Regions from separate parts of the Zea mays genome. Here region 1 is linked to region 2. Evidence: chromatin contacts called from public Hi-C data. All regions are on one chromosome and are shown on one strand. Each heading gives the region's core, a stretch centred on a gene start, on an enhancer-like site or on the middle of the called end of the contact. The rest is flanking DNA. Distances are from core to core; before and after follow the strand shown. Region 1 holds the start of LOC100281248 (chlorophyll a-b binding protein 2). Region 2 holds the start of LOC103633138 (NAC domain-containing protein 86).

Evidence for each region. Hi-C and Micro-C count contacts between places; a contact is called where the count stands out from the background.
Region 1: a Hi-C map of tassel shows a contact between it and region 2, with 2.8 times the contacts expected there. The contact joins the promoter of LOC100281248 here to the promoter of LOC103633138 in region 2. A contact is called at or near these places in 6 of 25 Hi-C or Micro-C datasets (bundle sheath, ear, leaf and 1 more) and 1 of 3 datasets of contacts at active chromatin or transcription factors (leaf).

What each region holds. Positions count from the first base shown.
Region 1 is chr7:153,469,578-153,476,306 of Zm-B73-REFERENCE-NAM-5.0, reverse strand. It overlaps LOC100281248 (chlorophyll a-b binding protein 2), which reads left to right and starts at 3,711. Exons shown (of 1, transcript NM_001154167.2): 1 at 3,711-4,788. The coding sequence starts at 3,763. The coding sequence ends at 4,551. LOC100276891 reads right to left here and starts at 3,138. Exons shown (of 7, transcript NM_001150592.1): 1 at 2,953-3,138; 2 at 2,517-2,596; 3 at 2,337-2,407; 4 at 2,014-2,084; 5 at 1,843-1,924; 6 at 1,214-1,263; 7 at 1-141. The coding sequence starts at 3,033. The coding sequence ends at 55.
Region 2 is chr7:152,984,139-152,991,553 of Zm-B73-REFERENCE-NAM-5.0, reverse strand. LOC103633138 (NAC domain-containing protein 86) reads left to right here and starts at 5,592. Exons shown (of 3, transcript XM_008654815.4): 1 at 5,592-6,190; 2 at 6,384-6,664. The coding sequence starts at 6,034.

The DNA.
Region 1 (6,729 bases), core at 2,462-4,961, 490 kb before region 2:
AGTTAGCAGTCTTGTTTAGGTGCAGCAACTTGCTGACTTTCTCATGGAAAGGCGCTACGGACGCACAAGCACGAAGCCCAGTTTCTGGCACAGCATCTTGCTGACCCGAGAGGTCAAAAACAGCCACGGGAGTATTCCAACCTGCACCAGGGCAACCACCACGTCAGGGACTGCGGGGAAAAAAAAACAAGGTGCAGATTTCCACCTAGTAGCATTGCATACAAGGCACATCAGTGGCGCATCGACTTTACAGATATTGTTAAAGGTAAACTAAAAAAATGATACATAATTTATGAATAAGGATCACAGACAATAATATCGATTCAAAAATGGTGAAACAACATCTAAAGCAACTTTGTGGGTACAAAAATCGTAACAAAGAATGTCATACATCAATCCATGGCCCTTTTCCCTCTATTTTTGGACACGTCTTTGATCTTTCTCACTCCGACCACAATCCAACTAGAACCAATTATTATAAAAAATAATAATCAACAATCACAATGGGTTAGGTTCAATTTTGTATTTTTTCTTCCAATACCTGTGCTGCTAGCAGCATTGTAACACAGCAGGGGAGAGGCCGAGAGGGGCACAGACAACTGGAGTTGGCGTCTTGGGTCCTGACGTGGTGGATGCTGTGGCAAGCAGACAAACGCTACCGGAAGGGTCATGACTCACGAGCCAGGGCAGGCAGCGGGTCAGCCCGAGGAAGGGTTGGGGATTCCGAGAGAATTCTAAGGTCTGGGCCTCTGGGGTCCGGGGCTGGAAGAGTGCCGCCAACGAAGAAGAAGACGAAAAAAACGAATTCACAGCAGGAGATTTGCGTGCAGCATCTCAGACTGAAGTGCTATGTTTTAGTGTTCAACGGGTGGGGCTGTGCCTTCTTAGCTGCATCTCCCATGGGATGTTGAGGGGGTATACTACATGGAGGTATTCGGGGCTGGACCTGAGCCTGAGCTGCAGCCCCCAGCCCTGGGCCCAGATCCGCCCCTGAGGGCACACCATGTTCAAGGGCTACTAGGGAAATTTGGAGCAAGTGGGTTTCTCTGATCATCATCCATCCACTTTCATACATACAAGTAAGCTAAGCTAACTCCACAGACGTAATGCTGTTATTTCGATTCATGTCAGCATTTCACCAATGAATCGAATAAAGCTATCTTAATTGCAGTGTCCCATAAAGTTTAAAAGGTCCACAGTAATCAGTATTTACCACAACATTGCCGGTGGCAGTATCAACACCTCTCCAGGAAAACATTTTTCCTGTAAAAACATTTGAAGTGTCACCATTATTATTATTGGTTACATGAACCACACATATGTAAGAAACTAAGAGAAATCAAAGAAAATGAATTGTTTCCTGACAGTATACATAAGGATGTCCATCTACGAAGAATGTTGCTACTCGACAACCCAAAAGGCAAATAGTTATATTGCTGATCTGAAAATGGATCTAAAGATCTAGTGATGCAGCATTGACCCTTTAGATAATCGCTTGGATTGCACAAACGAGTTACCTTTTTTTCGGACAACAATTCACAGCCTTTCTACCGTAGTACTTGTATGTCATATGTATAAAATCATATTCATTTATATTCTGGCAGTAGTTGTGAAATGAATGTGGGAAGTAAGTCACTCCACATATTGGGTCAGTGTTGCTAGGTGTGTGAAAATTTCCTCTCGCAGTTCTCAGATTCAAATTGTGCAAAAGTCAACCAGACTATTAATATGTTGGATATATTCTGCTGATAAATAAATAGACTAGTCACTCGTGCATCACCCAAGGGGCTAATACCGAGTAACAATCAATCTAGAACACTCTGGCGAGTGGCATCAACATACCGAAGGGCTGTAGAAGATGTTGTGGAACTGCAGTTACAGGAGTACTCCAAAAGCACAGAACGAGCACAGCATAAATTATGACCTATTTGATGAACAAGATTAGTATTAATAAGGTATAGCACATGGCAAAACAAGAAAACCAGACATAGAAGGTAGTTCACATAGGAGCACCTTAGTAACCAACAAAAATTTTGTGTATTTGTCGTATAAGGATTGCTTCCCTTTAAGGTCATGTTCCTGCACTGTAAAGCAGGCAAAGGAAAAAAAAGTTATGAAGGTTAAAATGCATCATGGGAGCATCACCTCATTTTGCACAAATAACAAAGAAGCTAAATTTTGCTCCCGAACAAACAACAGCAATGCTACGGAATGCAACTACCTAGCATTTCCAAAAATACAGGGCCTTCCGGTACTGTATTACAACTTACAAGCGATGAGGCCAAGACGATTAGACGAATAGCTACAGAACAAGACAATGAGAGTTCAGCACTCACTTTTTGCCAGTTCCTTCTCCTTGGCAGCAGCCAGGCGCTTGAGTTTAGCAGCTTGTGCAAATGTGGACGGCCTACAGCAGACATACAGGCAAAGAAGCGAGGAGTAATTTGCAGTTGGAAATCATTCTTCGATCAATAGGGAAACTCTGAGTCACAGCGAAAGGAAGGTTAATTGCCTACGTTGACAACTGATCAGCCTCCTTGAGAAGTTGCTTGATTTCAAGCCGCACTTTGATCTGCTCATCACTAAGTCCTCCGCTCTGGATGACAAAAGCACAGAACGCATGAGTGGCAAGTGGAAACACTAGAGCGAAATAAATACAAAACCGCAGACTACAGGCTAACAGATAGGGAGACCGGGAAGACAAAGACTCGAGCCTGCATTCAACAGTTACAGTCGCCTCGGCCAAAGGTTGAGAAATTTGCATCAAAATCCAAACTGTCTAGGGCCATGGGAAATAGTTCCTCGGAATCAGAGTTCAATTCATGGACGAAATAGATGGAACTGATGGTAGGCTACTCTTCCGCCCAATCAGAATTCACGGAAGATCCAGGTCTCGAGACTAGGAGACGGATGGGAGGCGCAACGCGCGATGGGGAGGGGGGCGGCGCTGACCTTTCTGGCGAGGTCGAGGTAGCGGTAGAGCAGCTGCAGCGCGGACACGATGAGGAAGACGAAGATAGCCGCCAGGGACATGGTCGCCGGCGGCGGCGGAGCGAGGCTGAGCCGGTCTCTCCGGCCTCCGATCGGCGTTAAGTTGGGGATCGTAACGTGACGTGTCTCCTCTCCACAGATCGACACAACCGGCCTACTCGGGTGCACGACGCCGCGACAAGGGTGAGATGTCCGTGCACGCAGCCCGTTTGGAGTCCTCGTTGCCCACGAACCGACCCCTTACAGAACAAGGCCTAGCCCAAAACTATTCTGAGTTGAGCTTTTGAGCCTAGCCCACCTAAGCCGAGCGTCATGAACTGATGAACCCACTACCACTAGTCAAGGCAAACCACAACCACAAATGGATCAATTGATCTAGAACAATCCGAAGGAGGGGAGGCCACGTCACACTCACACCAACCGAAATATCTGCCAGTATCAGATCAACCGGCCAATAGGACGCCAGCGAGCCCAACACCTAGCGACGCCGCAAAATTCACCGCGAGGGGCACCGGGCACGGCAAAAACAAAAGCCCGGCGCGGTGAGAATATCTGGCGACTGGCGGAGACCTGGTGGCCAGCGCGCGGCCACATCAGCCACCCCATCCGCCCACCTCACCTCCGGCGAGCCAATGGCAACTCGTCTTAAGATTCCACGAGATAAGGACCCGATCGCCGGCGACGCTATTTAGCCAGGTGCGCCCCCCACGGTACACTCCACCAGCGGCATCTATAGCAACCGGTCCAACACTTTCACGCTCAGCTTCAGCAATGGCTGCCTCCACCATGGCGATCTCCTCCACGGCGATGGCCGGCACCCCCATCAAGGTGGGTTCCTTCGGCGAGGGCCGCATCACCATGCGCAAGACCGTGGGCAAGCCCAAGGTGGCGGCGTCCGGCAGCCCCTGGTACGGCCCCGACCGCGTCAAGTACCTCGGCCCCTTCTCCGGCGAGCCCCCGAGCTACCTCACCGGCGAGTTCCCCGGCGACTACGGCTGGGACACCGCCGGGCTGTCCGCCGACCCCGAGACATTCGCCAAGAACCGCGAGCTGGAGGTGATCCACTCCCGCTGGGCCATGCTCGGCGCGCTCGGCTGCGTCTTCCCCGAGCTGCTCTCCCGCAACGGCGTCAAGTTCGGCGAGGCCGTCTGGTTCAAGGCCGGCTCCCAGATCTTCAGCGAGGGCGGGCTGGACTACCTCGGCAACCCCAGCCTGATCCACGCGCAGAGCATCCTCGCCATCTGGGCCTGCCAGGTCGTGCTCATGGGTGCCGTCGAGGGCTACCGCATTGCCGGCGGGCCGCTCGGCGAGGTCGTCGACCCGCTGTACCCTGGCGGCAGCTTCGACCCCCTCGGCCTGGCCGACGACCCCGAGGCCTTCGCCGAGCTCAAGGTGAAGGAGCTCAAGAACGGCCGCCTCGCCATGTTTTCCATGTTCGGCTTCTTCGTCCAGGCCATCGTCACCGGCAAGGGCCCGCTCGAGAACCTCGCTGACCACATCGCTGACCCAGTCAACAACAACGCATGGGCCTACGCCACCAACTTCGTCCCCGGCAACTAAGCTCAACGGCTATGCTATGCAACTTCATTGTCTTTCGGATCGGAGAGGGTGTACGTACGTGGATTGATTGATGCTGCGAGATGCATGTGTGTCTTTTGTTTCACGTTGCATTGCATAGGCAAGTCGAGATGATGAGTTGGCGTTGTACACTAAGATGAACCATGTTTGTGCAATAGTGGTGGTTTTTGTTTCCTGCTGGTTAATTGTTGATATCCATTAATTTGTTTTTCTTCTATACTCCTTTTTCTCTCTAGCTCTTTATCTTAAGAAGGCAAGCATAAATGTGCTTGGATAAACAGCAGATATCAATGAAAATGAAAGTAGTCTTATACCATTTAAATGTGGGCAAACAAATAAGATATGCACTTAAACAGTAACGAACGAATCTAGAGAAAATAGAAAGAGGGTATACTTGTCTTAACAGATGCATATACTTGTATATATCATATGAGCAGCATATATATGGAGAAATTTTAATCAAAATATTTTTTTTAAAAAAAAATCGAGAATGCATTTGCACCATCTAATGACACAGCTTTATCCTGACCCTGCATATGAATGAAATGCGTAAATTCACACAGTCGATCGTCCATGTCTTATGACCACACTGTACCTCTTTTAGCGCTTGTTCAGTTACGTCTGGATCGAAGCGGATTATACAGGACTAAATCTCTCACTAGTTAAAATTAAATAAAAAGGATTTAATCTCTCTCAATCCATTTTGATTCAGACGCAACCAAACTAACCCTTATATGGTAATCGGACAGAATTTAAGTGGATTAAATCTATCTCTATTCAAATTTGACTAGAAATAGATTTAAATCCTCCTCTTAAATTCACTTCTAACCGAACAAATCTTTCCTAAAGTGATCATTTATGTAATTCTTTCACAATAAGACACAAACAACCAACACAAGAACCTTCTCTCATCATTTTGTTGGATTGTGTCCACCCAATTCAGCCCAGTTGGCTACCTGTTGGTACCGATGACACCAGCATTGCTCTATCGTCTTCTCAGCATTGCTTTAATTTCCTAATAACGAAAATAAAATCATTTCTTCAAAATTCCTGTCCTGTATATGATTATGTCTCTGAAATGGTCGCTAAGTGTCATGGTGTTACACCAGTCTATGCGAACTATATATGTTATGAAATATGTCGCCAGCTAGTCGATACAAGTAGAAAAACACAAAGATCCAACATAGAGAGAACTACTATTTATTCTCTGATTTTTTATAATTACAATGCACAGCTCGCACGTGTGTATAGTTCAGACAAGATCTAAGAGTTGGATGCACAACACTACCAAAGCCCAATCACCCGGCATATTCAGCGCAGATAAATAGTGAAATGGAGCTTAAGCGAAGATATCTTAAACTCTTAGAACACAATGACTATTACAACCATAGATATAGATGTCTTCTCGTGGGGAATTTCCCTATTAGAGTACGGGTATAGGACAAAAATTGTCACCATGGGTATGGATATGAGACAAAATTTTTATCCATTAGGTAAACGGGTATAGGTTTGGGAAGCGATAATCCGAACCCGATTACCCATGGGTATTTCATATGTGTACGTCTCACATGTTTGTATGAATGAGTTGAGGTCAAGCCGGCCACCAAGCCCAGCATGGCAGCGCACCAGGCCCCAGGTCTTAGCCCAACAAGGCAACACGGCAAGGCAATTATCAGACTAGCAAAAAAACAAAATCTTAAAATAACCAGCCATACGCTACGCCTTGCCCAGCCGACCAACCGCCGCACGCCTAGATAGATGCGCTAGCATTGTACACTGGACAGTTGCACTGGCATTGCACACTGGCGACTTCACCAGCGACGAGGAGCATCGCTGAATGCTAGGAGCCTAGGATGACGACCATGGATCTCATGCGCCAACAAACTCGGATGGTGACCAAGGAAGGTGTGCATACTCTATTTCTCCATTTCTTCTATTGGTCCCGAAGTACTGATTTTTTCTGATGATGGATGAATGGATCATGGTTCGTGAATGAGTGCTTGCTGATGTGGTGATGTCTAAAATCTGGAGAGTTTGTGCTAGATGTTAGTACCTAGTTATCCCTTAATTGAGTATGGGGACCCAATGGGGACCCGAAACCCGAACGAGGATAGATATGAGATATGTTTTACACCCATGATGGGTATGTGGATTGATCAA
Region 2 (7,415 bases), core at 4,343-6,842:
TTCATATATTTATATATGTAATATATTTATATATGTAATATATTTATATATTATGTTAAATCATACGAGAGACATAGTTATATACTACATTCATGTTATAACGAAACAAGTAGAAGAGTGTGATATACGTTGTACATCAGAAAAATAGTATTGTAAATCTATAGAATCAATTTCCATCTCTCACCTCATGAATTTGAGATAGGCTTATATGATAACTTTGGAAAGTGGTGGAATGTCACATTCTAAAAAAAATAGCCTATTCTGATAGTAAGATTCGAATTCCTTAAAATGAAAGGAAACAAATGGGACCTAAGGGAAAAGGCATGAGTAAAGGTAAGATAATTCCACTATATGAAAAAAAAAGTCTAAATCGCTCCTCTCATCTATGGAAAATATTCACATAAGCCCCTAAAACATTTTTAGTTCATTTTACTCACTCGCTCTTTTGAGTTAGTTCAATGTACCCTTAACAACATTTATCTTTTTTATTTCTTTATGTGCAAACTATAAGTTTTTAGTTTAAACTTTGTTGGTTAGTAGCTAATATCACAATTTATTCTAGAAAAATATATTATGATTTTTTAAGATTACTTTGGTAGGTCACTATCAGATGAGATAACAACTTTAGTGGTATAAAACTAACTATCAAATAATGATGAAAAAATCTTAACATATTTTTCTAACATAAGTTTTGATGTTCTCAATCACTTCAGAAAATATATACTTAAATTTAACTTGTACGTGAAGAAACGAAAAAGACAAATCTTATTATGGGGAGGATTGTCTTTTTGTTTCTCCTTGTAAAAGTTAAATTTCAAGTTCATATTTTTTGAGGTGATTGACGATATCATACCTTATACCTTATCTAAAGTATATTTTTATCGTCCTGATAGCTAAGTTCACATAAATGAGATACATTATGTGTTTAGAGGGTGCGATGATTAAGTGGAGCATTGTACCTCAAGAAATTAGCCTTGACAATAAGCGAGTATGTGCCCCAACTCCTATGATTTTTTGTGGTACATCTTGTAGTTGCAGTACTTATTGCTACAACACTTGTTGTTGGTCATTCAAATACAAATGTAAAGGACCTAAGGCTCTAGTCACGGTTCCCTAGGACTCTGCCCCTATAAATGAGGAACCAAAACAACTTCATGTAGAAAACAATGAACTTGTTCAAGAAAAGTTTTAGAAGACCACAGGAAATCACTGATCCTCGATGATTATGAGGTGTAAATAAGTGAATATGTGGTTTATATAGATGAAGATATGGACACCGAAGGTGATTCTACATTTTTTGAGGAATCCATGATAAGTCAATGAGTGCCAACCAAGTTTGGGACTTATTAGAAGAAATTCCTAAGGGAGCCCAGACAATATGATACAAATGGGTCTATAAGATGAAACTTGACTTCATAGGGAATGTCAAAAGATTTAAATCCATGCTTATGGCTAAATGTTTCATTTAGAGAGAAGGAATCCATTATAATGAGACTTTATCACATGTTTCGATAAAAGTTTTTTAACAATAATTATGGCACTTGTCACTCATTATGATTTAGAGTTGCATCATATAGATGTAAAGATAGTACTCCTTAATAGATATTTAATTGAAAATTCTCTCCATAGCTAAATCCAAAGTTTTTGTGATGAAAATCGAAGATAATTTAGGATGACATCTAAAGAAATCCATTTATGGATTGAAACGAGTATCGAGATAGTGGCATCTCAAGTTTGATAAAATCATTAGGGTTTGTTCGGTCAGGAGTGTACTAAAATGGAATAGAGAGGAATAAAACCCTTCTTAGTCTAAATATAAGGAGATTTAATCCTCGTCAATCCCTATACAAACGAACAAGACCTTACCAATTTTGGGTTTTACGAAAATATGACAATTGTATTTATACAAAGTTTAAGAATGGGAGATTCATCTTTCGTCTGCTACATGTAGATGATATCCTATCACCAAGAGACGATAAAAATATGCTATTAGAAACAAAAGTTTTATGTCCTCACAATTAGATATAAAGGATCTTGGAGAGACATCTCATGTCCTAGAAATTAAGATTAACCGAGATGGAGTGAGATGGGTATTAGGTCTATCCCAAAAGGCATAAATGCAAACATATTTGTCTGGTATCGTAATTAGGGGTACCTAAATTATGCCTCTAAAACACGCTTAACCCCAAGACCACCATCAAGACACATTCCCCGAGGATAAAGGATCACAAACAACGCTTCGCCCGAGACCCCCCTCAGGGGTCACCATAGCTCCGCGCCTCCGCCTCCCCCGAGCCTGCCCTTGGATAGGGTATGTTCTTGGGAGAATCCTCGTTCCGGCCGAGGTCCCCTCTCCCCTGAACCGCTGTCTCCGCCTCGCCCAAGCTCGTCTCATGTAACAAAGACAACCCCGAGGCAAGACTCAGTCGAAGTCTGCAGGAGACAGGAACATTCAATGCGCATACATACCCCACGCAGAGTTGCAGGTGAACAGGAGCAACAAGACCGCGGTCCTATCAAGATTCACCGACTACGATGACGCATGTGACCACTGTTCCTGCACGCTGCTTGCCCACTACCATTGGGACACACAATACGACAAGAGCGCGGGATGGCCCTCGGGCGCAAACTCTGCCTCGCTTGAAGTCGACTTCGGGCTCGGGCAAAACTCTGCCTCGCGCGAGCCCGGCCTCGATACATGCTCCTCGCGAATCCTGCAGGAGGCCACTCCTTCAACTGTGGTGCGCACGTCTACGAATCCTGGAGCGGGCTCGGTCGTGACATCGGTCGGATTTCCGCCTCGCGCGAGCCCGGCTCCAGCCGCGATATCCGCAACGGAAAGGCGCCCGACATCACCATATATTGTAGAGCTAACGTATTACTTAATGTCTTTTTTCCATATTCAGCACCGTGTCAACCACTACGACATGGGCAACCTCCTTGGCAGGGGGGCTCGAGTACGTGACCGAACCCTCGGCCCTGGCCTCGGCTCTCAGCAGAAATCGAGCGGGCACAAGTCAACAGCAAGTACATGACCCATGCTTCGGGCCATACCATCTACAGGGGCTCGGCTTCGCCTCCTCACCGTACATGGCCAACTCTGGTACTCCAAGCAGCCCTCCTTGAGGCTATAAATAGGGCAGCCTACGGCTTCAGGGAGGCAGGAGAACACTTCATGGTTTTCTCCTCCACCACGATATTGGTCCTTGCCTCAATCAAGCCCATGGACTTGGGATCCTTCCCTCTCCCGCTCAGCTTGTATTCCCTACTGCAAGCACACTTAGGTGCAAGTAATATAAGTCTCATCCCCTCTACTGGAAGTAGGCCTTTCTTTTGCCCGAACTAGAATAAAGACTTGTGTCATCTTGCATCACCCATCTAGGGTTAAGGGCACACAACATTATTTCACTGGTTGATCAGACCCTTGGGTCAAGACATCGACGTTATTTTTAAAAATTAGCATACATGTGTGTAATTGCACACATGCTCTGATAGTTAAAGACAATAAGTTGGAGAGTGATCAAGACCCTAGATAGGAACCAATATAAGATCGATTGAATAAAATCGGTTATGTGAGTTTATTTGTTGGAAGCATAATGTATGCTTAAATATGTACTTGTCTTAGAATTCATAACTAGGATGCTTGGTAGATTCCAAATGAATCCAGAGATATAACACCGAAAAACCGTTAAGAAAGTCTTATGACATTTGCAAGATATATAAAAGGTCTCTTGTTAATATATATTGAAAACCGAGTAGCCTTAAAATTGTAGATTAGTTAGACTTCGATTATGTGAGATGTTAAGAAGATAGAAATTAAAGTCCAGCAGTTTTTGTACATACATTTAGGACATGTTCGGTTGTTCTGGATTGGGTCTAGAATTTATTCCATCCGATGAGATCTTATATAAATTTAGATAATCAATTCGAACGGGAATAATTCTAGGCCTCCGTTCCGAACTAACCGAACATGCCCTTATCTATTTTGCATAATGTACATGCAGTGCTTCGCTTGTCCTTCAAATTTGGTGACGATCATGGATATGGATCCGGTCCCTGAAAGTAAATTAAAGCTGAGACAGCAAAGCTCCTCTGTATCCCCTTCTTCCTCAAGACTTCCAAAGATATTTTTTCCTTCCATTCTTTATCTTAGCTTCCTTCTCCCGTTGCCTTTCTTTTCTGCTTTTTGTCACGGAGTACACACAGTGACACAGATACACACGCAGCTCGATCCACATTACGGCTTGTCGTTTTTTTGATGCGAATCCATACGTATTAGATGGTATTGAGTCGATTAAAATCCATAACAAGTTAAAATACATTTCAATCTAATCCACATATAACATAAATAATAGAACAAGCCCTTATTCATGGCAAAGTTGGTGACACATTGTTGTCTCCTCACTCCTCAGGACCGAGGAGATATAAAACAAGAACCAATAATATATAAATACCAGCAAAGTTGGAAACATTTTTTATTAGCAAGGTTGAACACGACTTTGAAACACCAAACTTAAGTAGGGTTAAGCAAACATAACCGATCAAGCTTGTTTTGCGCTCCAAAATATAATGGAACTGGGGTGTCTGGAACTACACGTACGCATGGAGAGTTTGAGCGATCAGATATCTAACTAGCTAGGTACTACAAAATTCAATTTCAGCAGCCTACCCTAGGATATACTATGCTCTTTTGATCACCGACAAGCTACATAGGCCGGATCTATAGAGACGGACGGCTAGAACGCCTCTATGAAAACGGGGTACCTCTATTTTTCTACCTCGATTCACCGATTTACAGAGACAGCTGGAAATTAGATTTATAGAGACAGCTAGAGCCGCCTTTAAAAATAGAAGCAACTCTATAAATGTATTCTTAAAGGTGACGAAAAATAAAGTTGTCTCTGTCAAAAAAAAAACTTACATGACTGAAAAATATTAATTTCTGTAGAAGTGAAGCGGTCTAATGTATGTGATCCCCATAATCTATAACAGAACGATTCGTACATATCAATCTCTCATCAACCAAAAAAGTACTCAAGATCAAATATAGACCAGGGAGAATAGGGACTATATATAGGGAGACATAAAAAAAGGAAGGGATTTTGTATGTCTCCTTAGTGAAAAAATTAAAAAAAAACTAAGCTTTTGTATCTCCACACTAGACTTTAGAGTAAAACCTGCGCCGCGATGTACTGCAGCTAGTAAATCAGCGAGGGGCAGAGGGGAGACCCAGGTCGGTATGCATCTGTCAATATAATGCAGGGGTTGGAACTAGAAGAGAGGAGTCTAGTCGTCTAGACTGGACTTTTAGAGTGCGTTTGTTTGCAATGATAGGATGGGATGGGACGGGACGATCTCTTAAATAAGTTTGTTTGGTTGGGATCAGGGATTGAGAACATGACTATCCCCTTACTGTCCCGCAACCAAACTCACCCTAGAGAAGAAGGGGCCATGGGCGGCAAGCATGATCCTGGAGCTGGAGCTGGAGCCCACGGAAAACAAAAAGTGGCAAGCTTGTGAGGGGCTGAGGGCTAGCTAGGGAATCTGGGAAAGCGACAAATAAAGGTGGCCATCCGATCGCCCAGAATCGTAAGAGAGGCATGACTGTGTCTGTGTGCCCGTGTCGACCGACCCCAGACCCAGAGCCAGGCCGGGCCACCACCACCTGCTGACGCCGGCGATCGATCGGGAGAAAAACTGCTTATAAGGGGCCGGGGTTCCGCTGCAGGTAAAGGCATCGATCCGCAGCAGTGCCCAAAGAGGAAGAGAGCAAGCAAGGTGTCTTTGGCAACGCTCATCAGATCACACACCCCCGCGCGTGCTAGCTAGCGAGCTGCTGTGTAGGATCCTCTCGCCAGCCGGTGCACCGCCGGCCGGGCGCCCTCCTCCTCGGCGTCTGTCATCATCCGCCGGCCGGCGCGCGGCGGTGGTATCATCAGTACGTACTTCTGCTGCTTCGTTTAAGTAGTAGCTCATCGCTTCACCGCCGCCGCCGGAGAGAGAGGGAGAGAGAGACAGATCGGTATCATCATCATGGCGCCGGTGGGGCTCCCGCCGGGCTTCCGGTTCCACCCGACGGACGAGGAGCTGGTGAACTACTACCTGAAGCGCAAGATCCACGGGCTGAAGATCGAGCTGGACATCATCCCTGAGGTCGACCTCTACAAGTGCGAGCCATGGGAGCTCGCAGGTACGTATTATACACATGCATGCCTTCTTCCCCTTCCGTGCATCTCGCTCTCGTCCTCTCTCTGCTGCACTCAAACTCAATCCGCCGCACCGCGGCTTGATCGAGATACGACGATCGATCGACCGTGAATTCGTGATTATTTTTGTGCTTGCATATGATGATGATCTGAATATTTCATTTCATGCATGCACAGACAAGTCGTTCCTGCCGAGCCGTGACCCTGAGTGGTACTTCTTCGGGCCACGGGACCGCAAGTACCCCAACGGGTTCCGCACCAACCGCGCGACGCGGGCGGGGTACTGGAAGTCCACGGGCAAGGACCGCCGCGTGCTGCACCACGGCGGCCGCTCCATCGGCATGAAGAAGACGCTCGTCTACTACCGCGGCCGCGCGCCGCAGGGGGTCCGCACCGACTGGGTCATGCACGAGTACCGCCTCGACGACAAGGACGCCGAGGACACGCTGCCCATCCAGGTTATTACCTACCTGCTATGCTACTAGCAGCTTGCATTGGCTTTGTGATTACCTGCTGCCGGTAGTAGCTTACAATTACAATGAACTGGCCGGTATGCATGCTCAACTGATTACCAGCAGCTAGCTATACTACTGAAGTACGTAGCTAGCTAGCTAGATCGTGATTTCATCATGATGATCGTGATATACCACGTGCTGTGTACGTAGTGCATGTTGATACATCATGACGTTGGGCCCCTTTAATTCTTTCTGTCCTCTTATCGACACATAAATTTTTCGGATGCTAGCTAGCCCTCCTTTCTCGTGTCTCTATATACAGTAGTCTAGTAGATTGGCCGTGAATCCTCTCTAATCTGCTCTTTTTTCAAGCACCGTCGATCAGCAGACATGATCACCATTGGGCTGTCCATTGATCATGTCGTCCATGACGTATTAAAGGGCAAAGCAAACCGTTTCTCCCTCTTCCCGCTCTCATGGCGCGGAGCGAGTCGGTGTCCCGCGCTTTCTGCTTTATTCCATGTTGAATCCATCATCAGCCTCGCACACCCTTCTCTTCCCTCGCCGTCCCTTTCTCTTGCGCAAATCTACGTCCTCTCTTTCCTAATAGAGTATAACAGTAATTAGTAAAGGGCATGCATGGTTTATGTTCGAGATATAGCAAATGTAGTACAAACATAATCATGCATGCGTCAGTGTCGTACTAGATATTACTGGTTATTAATGACTTTTCCCTTGCTCTGTGCTGGCATTC